Linked DNA regions of Danio rerio: region 2 is linked to region 1. The links are chromatin contacts, called in public Hi-C maps. All regions are on one chromosome and are shown on one strand. The core of a region is the stretch at or near the end of the contact, and the rest is flanking DNA. Distances in the headings are between cores, read along the strand shown. Region 1 holds the start of vma21 (vacuolar ATPase assembly factor VMA21). Region 2 overlaps npas2 (neuronal PAS domain protein 2).

Evidence for each region. Hi-C and Micro-C count contacts between places; a contact is called where the count stands out from the background.
Region 2: a contact with region 1 is called in a Hi-C map of an unstated tissue, with 2.4 times the contacts expected there. The contact joins the enhancer-like site here to the promoter of vma21 in region 1. A contact is called at or near these places in 1 of 18 Hi-C or Micro-C datasets (an unstated tissue) and 1 of 4 datasets of contacts at active chromatin or transcription factors (caudal fin).

What each region holds. Positions count from the first base shown.
Region 1 is chr5:23,374,970-23,380,208 of GRCz12tu, forward strand. vma21 (vacuolar ATPase assembly factor VMA21) reads left to right here and starts at 3,653. Exons shown (of 3, transcript NM_001202424.1): 1 at 3,653-3,823; 2 at 4,071-4,180. The coding sequence starts at 3,762.
Region 2 is chr5:23,516,457-23,521,929 of GRCz12tu, forward strand. npas2 (neuronal PAS domain protein 2) reads left to right here. Exons shown (of 21, transcript NM_178299.1): 10 at 2,255-2,361; 11 at 2,573-2,720; 12 at 5,057-5,138; 13 at 5,228-5,354; 14 at 5,441-5,473. Among named protein-coding and RNA genes, the nearest start is that of radx, 21 kb to the right of the region's middle. Within about 2 kb of position 2,640, at least 5 of the 62 cell types and tissues checked have an H3K27ac peak or open chromatin away from gene starts, as enhancers often do.

The sequences.
Region 1 (5,239 bases), core at 2,403-4,902:
ATATTGACATTTACTCATTAGGTATGGCAACCAAAATAGACGTCATTTTGGTAACGTCCACACAACTTCAAGGTGTAACATCAAATTCTGATAAAATTCTAAAAGTAACTAGAATGCAACGTCTATTTGATGTTAGAGACTGATGACAGTGTGACGTTGGGTTCTGACGTCAACCTGATTTTCAATTCCAAACAAAATGCAACGTCCCAAAACATTAGGATAGATTGTCAATCTGACCTCGTGTTGACGTCCTGTGCCTGTTGGGATATTATTAGCATTTTTTCAGCTGTCTACATTGTATAACAGCTGTACACTGTTATACAATGACTTACCTAATTACTCTAACTTGCCTAGTTAACCTAACTAACCTTTCAATTTCTTTTTAGGCTGAATACTAGCATGCTAAAAAATGTCTAGTAAAATAATATGTACTGTCATCATGGCAAACATAAAATAAATCAGTTTTTAGAAATTAGTTTCAAATTATTATGGTCAGAAATGTGTTGAAAAAATCTTTCTGTTGAACAGAAATTGGAGGAAAATATACGGGGGGACAATTATTCAGAAGGGCTAATAGTTCTGACTTCAACTGTATTGAACAGGGGTGTCCAAACTGTGTCCTGGAGGACCGGTGTCCTGCATATTTTAGTTGTAACCCCATTTAAACACACCTGAACCAACTAATCAAGCTAGGTATACTAGTAAATTCCAGGGAGGTGTGCTGAAGGAAGCTGGAGCTCAACTATGCAGGACACCGGCCCTCCAGGACCAAGTTTGGACACCCCTGGTATAGAAGGTTTCCATTTACGTCAAGATTTGGTCAGTTACCTGTAACTACAGCCAGGGGCGGATTTAACCAATGAGGAAGATAAGCGGCTGCTTAGGGCCCCAGGAAATCTAAGGGCCCACAAATAAATACCTAGAAGTATAAATTATACCTATAAATAATATATAACATCCTTTTCTATCATTCTTTTTATGATGAGGGACTAAAAAAAATTTTTATTACATCTGTGCAAATGTGTCTCCCACTCAATAATGGAGTAGTCCAGCAGTCAAATTAGGAAAATATTTAGTTTTAAATACTTTATATATAATTTTTAGTTTAAAATGTTTCACAAGATGCTTTGGAGTGATTGAGTATTAATTAATTAAAGTACAAAAGGTGTATTTTAGAACTTTTGGGCCCCATGCATGGCTGGAATTGCTTAGGGCCCCCAAAACACTAAAACTGCCGCCTGAGTACAGCCATACTGTCAACACTCCAATGACATGGATTGGACAGTTTATGTATTTCTGAATACATTTTTCTTTCTGAATAAGAATGAGGAAGCTGTTAAATCATATAGAGAATGACTTAAAAAGCAGTAAAGCTTGCAATATTTTGACAAACTGCGTTTGGATAGGTGGTTAAAGATACATATGAGTTGTATTATTTTAAGATATAAGCCTACTATTTCACTTACTTGAATGGACATGATTAAAAACAAATATAAATGTTGTACAGATTTCAGTCAATGGTGTTAAAGACAGCAAAATGTAGTGCCTGTAATGCTAATTAAGTTCATATTTTGGATGAAATATATTTCACAAAGAACATTCAAACTCATTTGTTGTATTTCTTCAAAATTAAGTTAATTGGCCTTCTTAAAAAAATGATTCAACTTATAATTGATTCTCTTCTGGACTTTACCTTTGGTGGCCTTTCCGTCAGTGGGAAAATGTAATTGCTTTTATTTTATGCAGATTATAGGCAAAGGAAAAAATGTGTTTTCACTGTGATGTCATGAAATGGAAACGTGATAAGTTATTTGCTTTTTTTATTGCAAAAAAAAAAAACAAGTGTTTGCATGTTATAATGTGATTGTTGGAAATGTTTTACAGAAGATGGAAAATATAATTCAATTTTATTTGGGAAATGTCATATATATATATATATATATATATATATATATATATATATATATATATATATATATATATATATATATATATATATATATATATATATATATATAAAGCAAAATGTACAAAGAGATTTTCCACTGTTCCAGTTTATTTATTTCTATTAATTAAATTATTACTGTATTTTTTTTACTTTAGTCTCAGTTCAAAATAATAAAACCTATTGAGACATATTTGCTTTTCATTCATTCATTCATTTTCCTTCGGCTTAGTCCTTACTTATCAGAGGTCGCCACTGCGGAATGAACCGCCAACTATTCCCGCATATGTTTTACACAGCGGATGCCCTTCCAGTAATGACAAAACTTTGCTTTTAAAATAGATTTTCTTTTTTAGATTGATGATAAAAAAGTTTGATATATTTCATACAATAAAATATGTTTGTGTTCGTATTTATTTTGCTTTAGAAAATTGGAAAAAAAATAGAAAAGAAAGAAAAAGAAATAACACAACAGAATTAGTTTTAAGTGGACAATCCAATTAAAAACCTAGTCACCCAAATTCAGTCCTTTTTTCTCAAGATGTGTTTTTTCATGTTGGCTCTAAGATCAAAAATGTCTTCAATTAAAATAATTGTGTCCTACAAAAATAAAGTCCAATATATCTTCAAATAAAATGTAGTAAAATATTTGACAACCATCCCAGGCTTTCTGTTAATTAAGAGGGAAGAGAGACAAAAATCTCATATTTCTAGAAATTACAGAAGGAAATGAGGTCATCATCTACATACTTCATTCATTCAATTATTCTCCTTTGGCTTAGTCCCTGTACTCATCAGGGGTCGCCACAGCAGAATTACCCACCAATATATCCAGCATATGTTTTACATAGCAGATACCCTATCAGCTGCAACCCAGCACTGGGAAATACCCATGCACTCTCACATTCACACACACACACTCGATATGGCCAATTTAGCTTATGCAGTTCACCTACAGCGCATCTCTTTGGATTGTGGGGGAAACTGGAGCACACAGAGGAAACCCACATGAAAACGGGGAGCAAACACCACACAAAAATGCCAACTGGTCCAGTCGGGACTCGAACCAGCAACTCTCTTGCTGTGAGACGACAGTGCTAACCACTGAGCCACCATATCGTTGTCATCATCTACAGGTACTTACTAGACCTATAATCTATCTGTCCTTTACCACATTTACATTTTAAAGTATGACAACTTGTACTGAACTTTTACTGTAATGTGCTTACATTTAACACTAGCAGTACAAAAACAGTTTTAGTGCTAACTATTGAATAAAATGAGCATGTTTTCTTTGTCTTCAACTACAGCAGCAGATTACTTTGAATACAGTATTATACTGCAAATGTCTGATATGCAGTAAGTTACTGTAAATGTTTGAAAATCACCCACAATCCAGTGCACGTTTGTATCTTTTTAAGTAGGACATACTTTAGGCTACTTCGTGGTGCTCTCTCTATCTCTCTCTCTCTCTCTGTTTAAATGTACAATAATAAAATAGTATGCTAATACTTACTGTGAAAGGTGATATGAACTGAATATCAAACTGTTCATATGAAGACAATATCCAGTCGTGTATGAGATCCAGAACATTATAAGGTTCTGAGAGTCTTTAATCAGTTCGCCGCCTGCACTGCTCGAGCGGCGCCCTCTAGCGGACATGCGCAAACACTGACAGACACTACTGCTGTCATGACCATACAGATCATGTGACAAAGACCCGGAAGCGCGAATAATTCAAGATGTCGCAGCACTGAATAACAAGGGATTGAGTTCCAACGGTTTTCTTATTTTGGTCGATGAAAAAAAACACAAAATGCAAAATTACGACAAGAAAGAGGTGGGCTCAGTGCCCGGAGCCATGCCTGATTTCAGAGGGTAAGATAACCTGCATCGTATGCCTATTTCACATAAGTTAATTCTGCTCAAACTGCACGTGACCTCGTATCAAAATCACAATCAATAAACACATGAAATTTAGCGGATTCAAATCAACTAGACACCTTTACACATATTTAACATGAAGTGTACATGATAGTACACTTGATTTCGTTTAATATTCAGATTTCCAGTCGTACTTAGACTAATCTCTCCATGTCCTCTTTCTTCCTCTTTCTTCATTCAGGAATGACGGGTCTCTTGTCTCTGTGCTCAAGACTCTACTGTTTTTCACTATTCTGATGATAACTCTACCCATCGGACTGTATTTTACATCAAAGTCCCTTCTCTTTGAAGGTATTTCGCTTTAAAGGCAGATCAGCCATGTATTTACCTAACGTTATTTAAATATTTATAACAACTCTGATGATCTCATTATTATTGGCTCCATTGTGCTCAGTACTGTATATTTATACTGTCCACATCACAGCCCATTGCTAAATATCTGTGCCGTGCTGCATTGCAAGTCAGTATATTAAATTTGTCAGGAGGTTGTGATGGTGTTAGTGAGGCACATTCGAGTGGAATGACATTTCCTCTGCTGCCAACTCTCAAGACAAACTCAACCAGTTTCAAAAACAGGCACATTATATTTAGGTGATCTAATGTCATTGCTACAATCTGTTATCAAATTAGCTTGATAAGTAAATTAGCCTATCTATACAAAAAAAAAAAAGAAAAAAAAAGTGAAGCTCAATCAGCTAGCTAGCTATTGTAGCTGGTTCATGTTCAGTTTAGTTTGCACCAGGTTTTAGCTACTGTAAAGGCAGTTTTTTCTTTAATCAGTCATTGTTGCTTTGGTATCTTAAAACATTATTGCACATTGAACAGTTAGTATTGCACAAAAGCAATAGTTGAGGGGATGAAGCTTTGATTTTCAAGCTATCCTGGTTAAATTTGGCCCTCAATCAGTTGCATGAAAACAGGCCAAATTAGGTTACTACAGCAGTTTGTTCATTGCTGCTAGCCTGCTCCGGAGCAAGATTTATCTGCTACTTTCACAGTCAAATGAATTAGAAATTATTTTATTTATGTTCATATATTGCCATTTCAGATTTCTGTATAAGGGAGCGATATATTGTTTTATATATACTGTGTGTGTGTGTGTGTGTGTGTGTGTGTGTGTATATAAATATTCATTTATTATTTATTGTATGTAGTTTTAAAATTAAATGATTACTCCAATCATTATCACTTTTATTACTATTATCATTAATAACATTAATAATACAAATAAATAATAATAAAATTAATATTAAAGTGATTTCTGAAGGATCATTTGACTGAAGATTGGAGTGATGAAGCTGAAAATTCCTCTTTAAATCACAAATAAATCATGAATAGTTTTGAACGTTA
Region 2 (5,473 bases), core at 1,390-3,889, 140 kb after region 1:
ACCCTAATCAAACACAACTGATCCAACTAATCAAGGTGTTCAAAACTATTAGAGACTATTAACAAGCTGTGAGTTGGAGGTGGTTAAAGTTAAACTATGCAGAGCTGCGGCCCTCCTGGAATTGAGACCACTGTCTTAAAGTATTTCTGTTACAAACACTCATCGATCCACTTCGTAAGACATATATTAACTTCATGAGTTAGTTTGATGTTAGATTTATGTACTTTTGTAAACTTCAAAATAAAAGTCACCATCCAAAAAAAAAAAAAAACATTATTTAGCTTGGAAGAGCTGGAATAAAATTTTAAACTATCCTGTATTACTAGAATAGACTGTTTTTCTATACCACCTTAAGTGTTATTTATAGGCTTAACTAGGTTAGTTAGGTTAACTAGGCAGGTTAGGGTAATTAGGTGAGTCATTGTATTACCTTAGTTTGTAGACAGTTTTCTGTAGACAGTCGGAAAAAAAATATGGCTTTAAGGGACTAATAATTTTGTCCCTGAAATGGTTTTTAAAAAAATGTAAACTGCCTTTAGTCTAGCCGAAATAAAACAAATAAAACTTTTTCCAGAAGAAAAAATATTCTCAGACATACTGTGAAAATTTCCTTGCCCTGTTAAATATAATTTGGGAAATATTTTAAAAAGGAAAAAAAATCAGATGTGGGCTAATAATTCTTACTTTAACTGTACACTGAGGAATTTGGAAGCGAGAGATTCAAACTAGAAAAAACACATCACGCCATCACGATCACAGATGACATTACAGCATCAACACTGTTCATGAACGACACTGTGAATAGAAATCAATTGGCATTTAACTCCCTTTGCTAGTTTTGCTTTGCGTTAGCTATTGTTACCAGGAGAAAGCTAACAATAGGGCTTTTTTTTTAACTAACCCGAGGCAGAGCTGGTTACTACATGACTTTAGGTGACATTAGCAGAGTTAATAGCAGTGTTTCTTTGACACACCTAAAGCCTCTAAATATTTAGGTGACATTTAAAAAAAAATCTATTACCTATCCTCTCCTGATACATGAAATCAATGTTACAAGTATTCGAGGCACATGGTAAAGCTATTTTTGTTTCAAAAACAAAATCAAACCAAAATCTTTCAATGATTATTGTCTGAGTTCCGGTTCCTATGCAACTGATATTCAACTGCCATTGGCTCATTTGCCTTTGAGGGGTGGGTGGGGCTTACTGATTTTCAGAAATCAAAAGAAAACTCTCCGGATACTCCAAGTGTATCTGTCTGCAGACTGCAAGAGAGGGGCGTAACATGAAGGGGCAAAACTTGTTGCAAGTTAGAGGCATAACTTGCAGTTATCGAGATCCCATTTAACCAAACGAGATGTCACAACGTGATGTTGTTGGCAAGATAGTGGAAATACTTAGCAGAGAACATTTTTAGCAAATGTTTTCATGAGATTTCTCCAAACTTATCTACAACCAATTCATTTGATATATTATTATATTTTAGAATTTAGCAACTCCACCATGAAACTCATAGGGTTGGGGTAGGTATAGACGTTAATAACTGTGATGGTTGGGTTTAGGGTTGGGGTTGGTACAGTATAGATGTTAATAACTGTGATCATTGGGTTTTGGGTTGTGGTTGGTATAGACATTAATAACTGATGATTGGGTTTAGGGTTGTGGTAAGTATAGATGTTAATAACTTTGATGATTGGGTTTAGGTCTGTGGTAGGTATAGACGTTAATAACTGTGATGGTTGGGTTTAGGTGTGGAGTAGGTGTAGATGTTAATAACTGATGGGTACAGCGCCATCTTGCCGACAATATAGTCTTGAGACATGTATGTCTCCATATCTTTAAGTTACACCTCCACTACAAGTTACACCCCTTCTATTACGCCCCTGTCTTGCTGTCTGTACATACATACATGCATATTTATTAGATTTTTATATTAGTTTTTGAAATATTGTTGAATATGCAAATGTTTAGATGATTTATGTGTGATACAATTGGATGTGTTATATGAGAAACCTACTGTTGCATTGTTTACCAATCAAAGCGTTTCAAATTTGATTTGGATTGTAAACTTTTAATAATTTATATTTATTTTGGGTGTTTATTTCTCAGCCCCTCTACTCTCAAAATTGTTCCATAACAATCTGCAGATTTTTTTTTTCAAATCAGAAATTCCACAGTTGCCCTACCGTTTTGTGCATGTTTTTAATGCGTACAGAGAGTATGTAATAACTGTGTGTGTGTGTGTGTGTTTACAGGGCCTCTCCTATCATTGGGTACCTGCCGTTTGAGGTTTTGGGGACCTCGGGTTATGATTACTACCATGTGGACGACCTGGAGCTGATTGCTCAATGTCATAAACAATGTGAGTGTTATCTCTGCTGCTCTCGCTCTCTCTTCGTTCTCAAACTAGGTCAATGTACTGTCTTGGAAATTTTCTCCTGTTTGTGCGAATCACAGAGGAGCTGAAAATGGCCCCGCCAGGAAAGATGAAAGACCTTGTAAGAAGCTCTCAAGCCTTTTGTAGAGAGTGCTGATCTTGTGTGTTTGTGTGCATGCGTTTGTGTGTATTGCAGTGATGCAGTGTGGGAAAGGAAAGTCTTGTTACTATCGGTTCCTGACTAAAGGACAGCAGTGGATCTGGCTGCAGACGCACTATTACATCACGTACCACCAGTGGAACTCCAAACCTGAGTTCATCGTCTGCACACACAGCGTGGTCAGGTAAAACAAACACTAGCGGCATTTATATGTGTGTATGGAAAGTGTGGGCATGGCAAGCACACTGGAAAGTACTTGCACTTATTTATAAGCATATAAACAAAAACGCTTTGCTTCGCACAGTAATTTGAATTAGAGTTAATTTCATCTTTGCTTTAATATATATACATATATATATATATATATATATATATATATATATATATATATATATATATATATATATATATATATATATATATATATATATGAAGAGATCAGATGCAAAGCCCTCTAAATCCATCAGACCTCTTTTCTTGTGAATAAGCATTTTCTATCAGGCTCATATAATTAGGTTCAGATGTTTCATTTCATAGATAATGAAAAGGTTATTAGCTTGTAAATAAAATAACTTTTTTTATAATTTTCATAAATGTCACTGTAGACAATTCTTTAGTTTTTAACAAAGTACATTTTCTTTTGCGTCAAAACCAGCTAAATCCACATCTGCTTTTTTTGCAAAAACCTCTAAATCCACCTATCGGGACAAGACTGTGTAATCAGTTGAAAATCACTAAAGATGCCATTAGAAATTATTTTACCAAACATAAAACACATTACACAAACCACCTAAATTTAAAAAAATGTATAAATCTATCAAGTAAGTGGCGATTCATTCCGCTGTGGAAAACCAATGAAAAAGCAGAAGGAAAATTAAAGAATGATATCCGTCAAGTAAATGCAATAATCAATAACATTAAACCTGACATTAAATAAATCTTAACAATGGTGTTTAGAGGCTTTTTCCACCACATCCAAAAGGTGCTCTTGGATTGAGATCTGGTGACTGTGGAGGCCATTTGAGTACAGGGAACTCATCGTCACGTTCAAGAAACCAGTCTAAGATTTTTAGCGCTGTATGACATGGCGCATTATCCTGCTGGAAGTAGCCATTGGAAGATGTGTACACTGTGGTCATAAAGGGATGGACATGGTCAGCAACAATACTCGGGTAGACTGTGGCGTTGACACAACTGGTACTTGGTACTAATGGGCCCAAAGTGTGCCAAGAAATTATCTCCCACACCATTACACCACCACCACCAGTCTGATTCGTTAATACAAGGCAGGATGGATCCATATTTTCATGTTGTTGACAACATATTCTGACCCTTCAAAAGTTGCAGCAGACATCGAGACTCATCAGACCAGGCAATGTTTTTCCAATCTTCTATTGTCCAATTTTGGTGAGCCTGTGCGAATTACAGCCTCTGTTTTCTGTTCTTAGCTGACAGGAGTGGCACACAGTGTGGTCTACTGCTGCTGTAGCCCATCCGCTTCAAGGTTGGACGTGTCGTGCATTTAGAGATGTTCTTTTGCATACCACAGTTGTAACGAGTGGTTATTTGAGTTACTGTTGCCTTTCTATCAGCTGGAACCAGTCTGGCCATTGAGTTGCTGTCATGTAATTGGCTAATTAAAAATTTGCATTAACGAGCGTGCGATATACACAGACACACACACACACACACACTGAGAAATGTTTCCATGGCAACTAGCAAAAAAACATTTGTCATTTTGAATTAGTTTTATTTTAGATTTATGTTTGTTTTTTCTATCTTTAACATTTTATTTTAATGTTAAGCATTTTTGTTTTTAGATCTAAATATGTTTATACTTTTTATTTTAGTTTATTTAGTTAAAATAGAAAATGTGTTCATGGTAACTAGCTGAAATGAAACATTTTGAATTAGTTTTTATTTTATTAAAAATTTACTTTATATTTTTTCAATTTATTTATGTATTTTTTGTAAAATGTATTACTTTTAGTTTTAAGATGTCTATTTTCTATTAATTTTATATAAAATATATAATGGTAAATAGAAAATACTTATAAAATGAATGAAAAATATTTTCATTTAACAAAGTGAAAATGGAAAATATTTTTAAGTACATTTTTGACTTTTATTTGTCCCCTTAGTAATAAAAGGTATTTTAGTTTTATCATTTAAGTAACTTTAGCAACCTTAGCTAAAGGCAGCGAAACATATTTAAATATTTTTTTTTCTAATTAACATATTTGTAGCTTGCATCTGCTCTCAAACGCTTGTTTATAACTTAAAAAATAAAATACAGGTAGTCATTAATGCTTGTCAGCTAATTTAGTCTTTTTAACAAAGTGTGATGTATTTTTAGCCTCTGTTTCCATCTAAAGGTCAGTGTGTGTTACTACAGATTTAGCCTTGAAAATTTAGCATATTCTCTTAGGTACAGCACATAAGAAGATCAGTCTGTCCACTTTTTTTCTCAGTACATATAAAACATTCAACAACAAAATGTTTTTTTTTCTCTCTCCAAAGTTATGCTGAAGTTCGAGCGGAGAGAAGGAGAGAGTTTGGATTGGAGGAGAGCTCATCTGATATGGCCACATCCTCAATCAAAGTATGAAACAAAACCCAAGAAAAACACTTGTAAGCATTTCTGTTTGTTTGTATGAATAGTTGACGCTAATGTATCATGTTTGTTTGTAGGGCCAGGAGGTGTTTTTGGACATGTGTCCTCCTCTGGAAGCTACACGGGACAGAATCAACAGCGCTCGATCAGTGTCATCACAGAGCTCCAGAAAATCATCACACACAGCGCTCTCCGACTCCGCATGTAAGAACAAACAGAGAGCACCTTAGTAAAGAGAAAAATACAATAGATAGTCATGTGATAGCATGTGTGTGTGTTTGTGCGTGCAGCGAACTCCTCAGTGAGATACACAGAAGCATGTA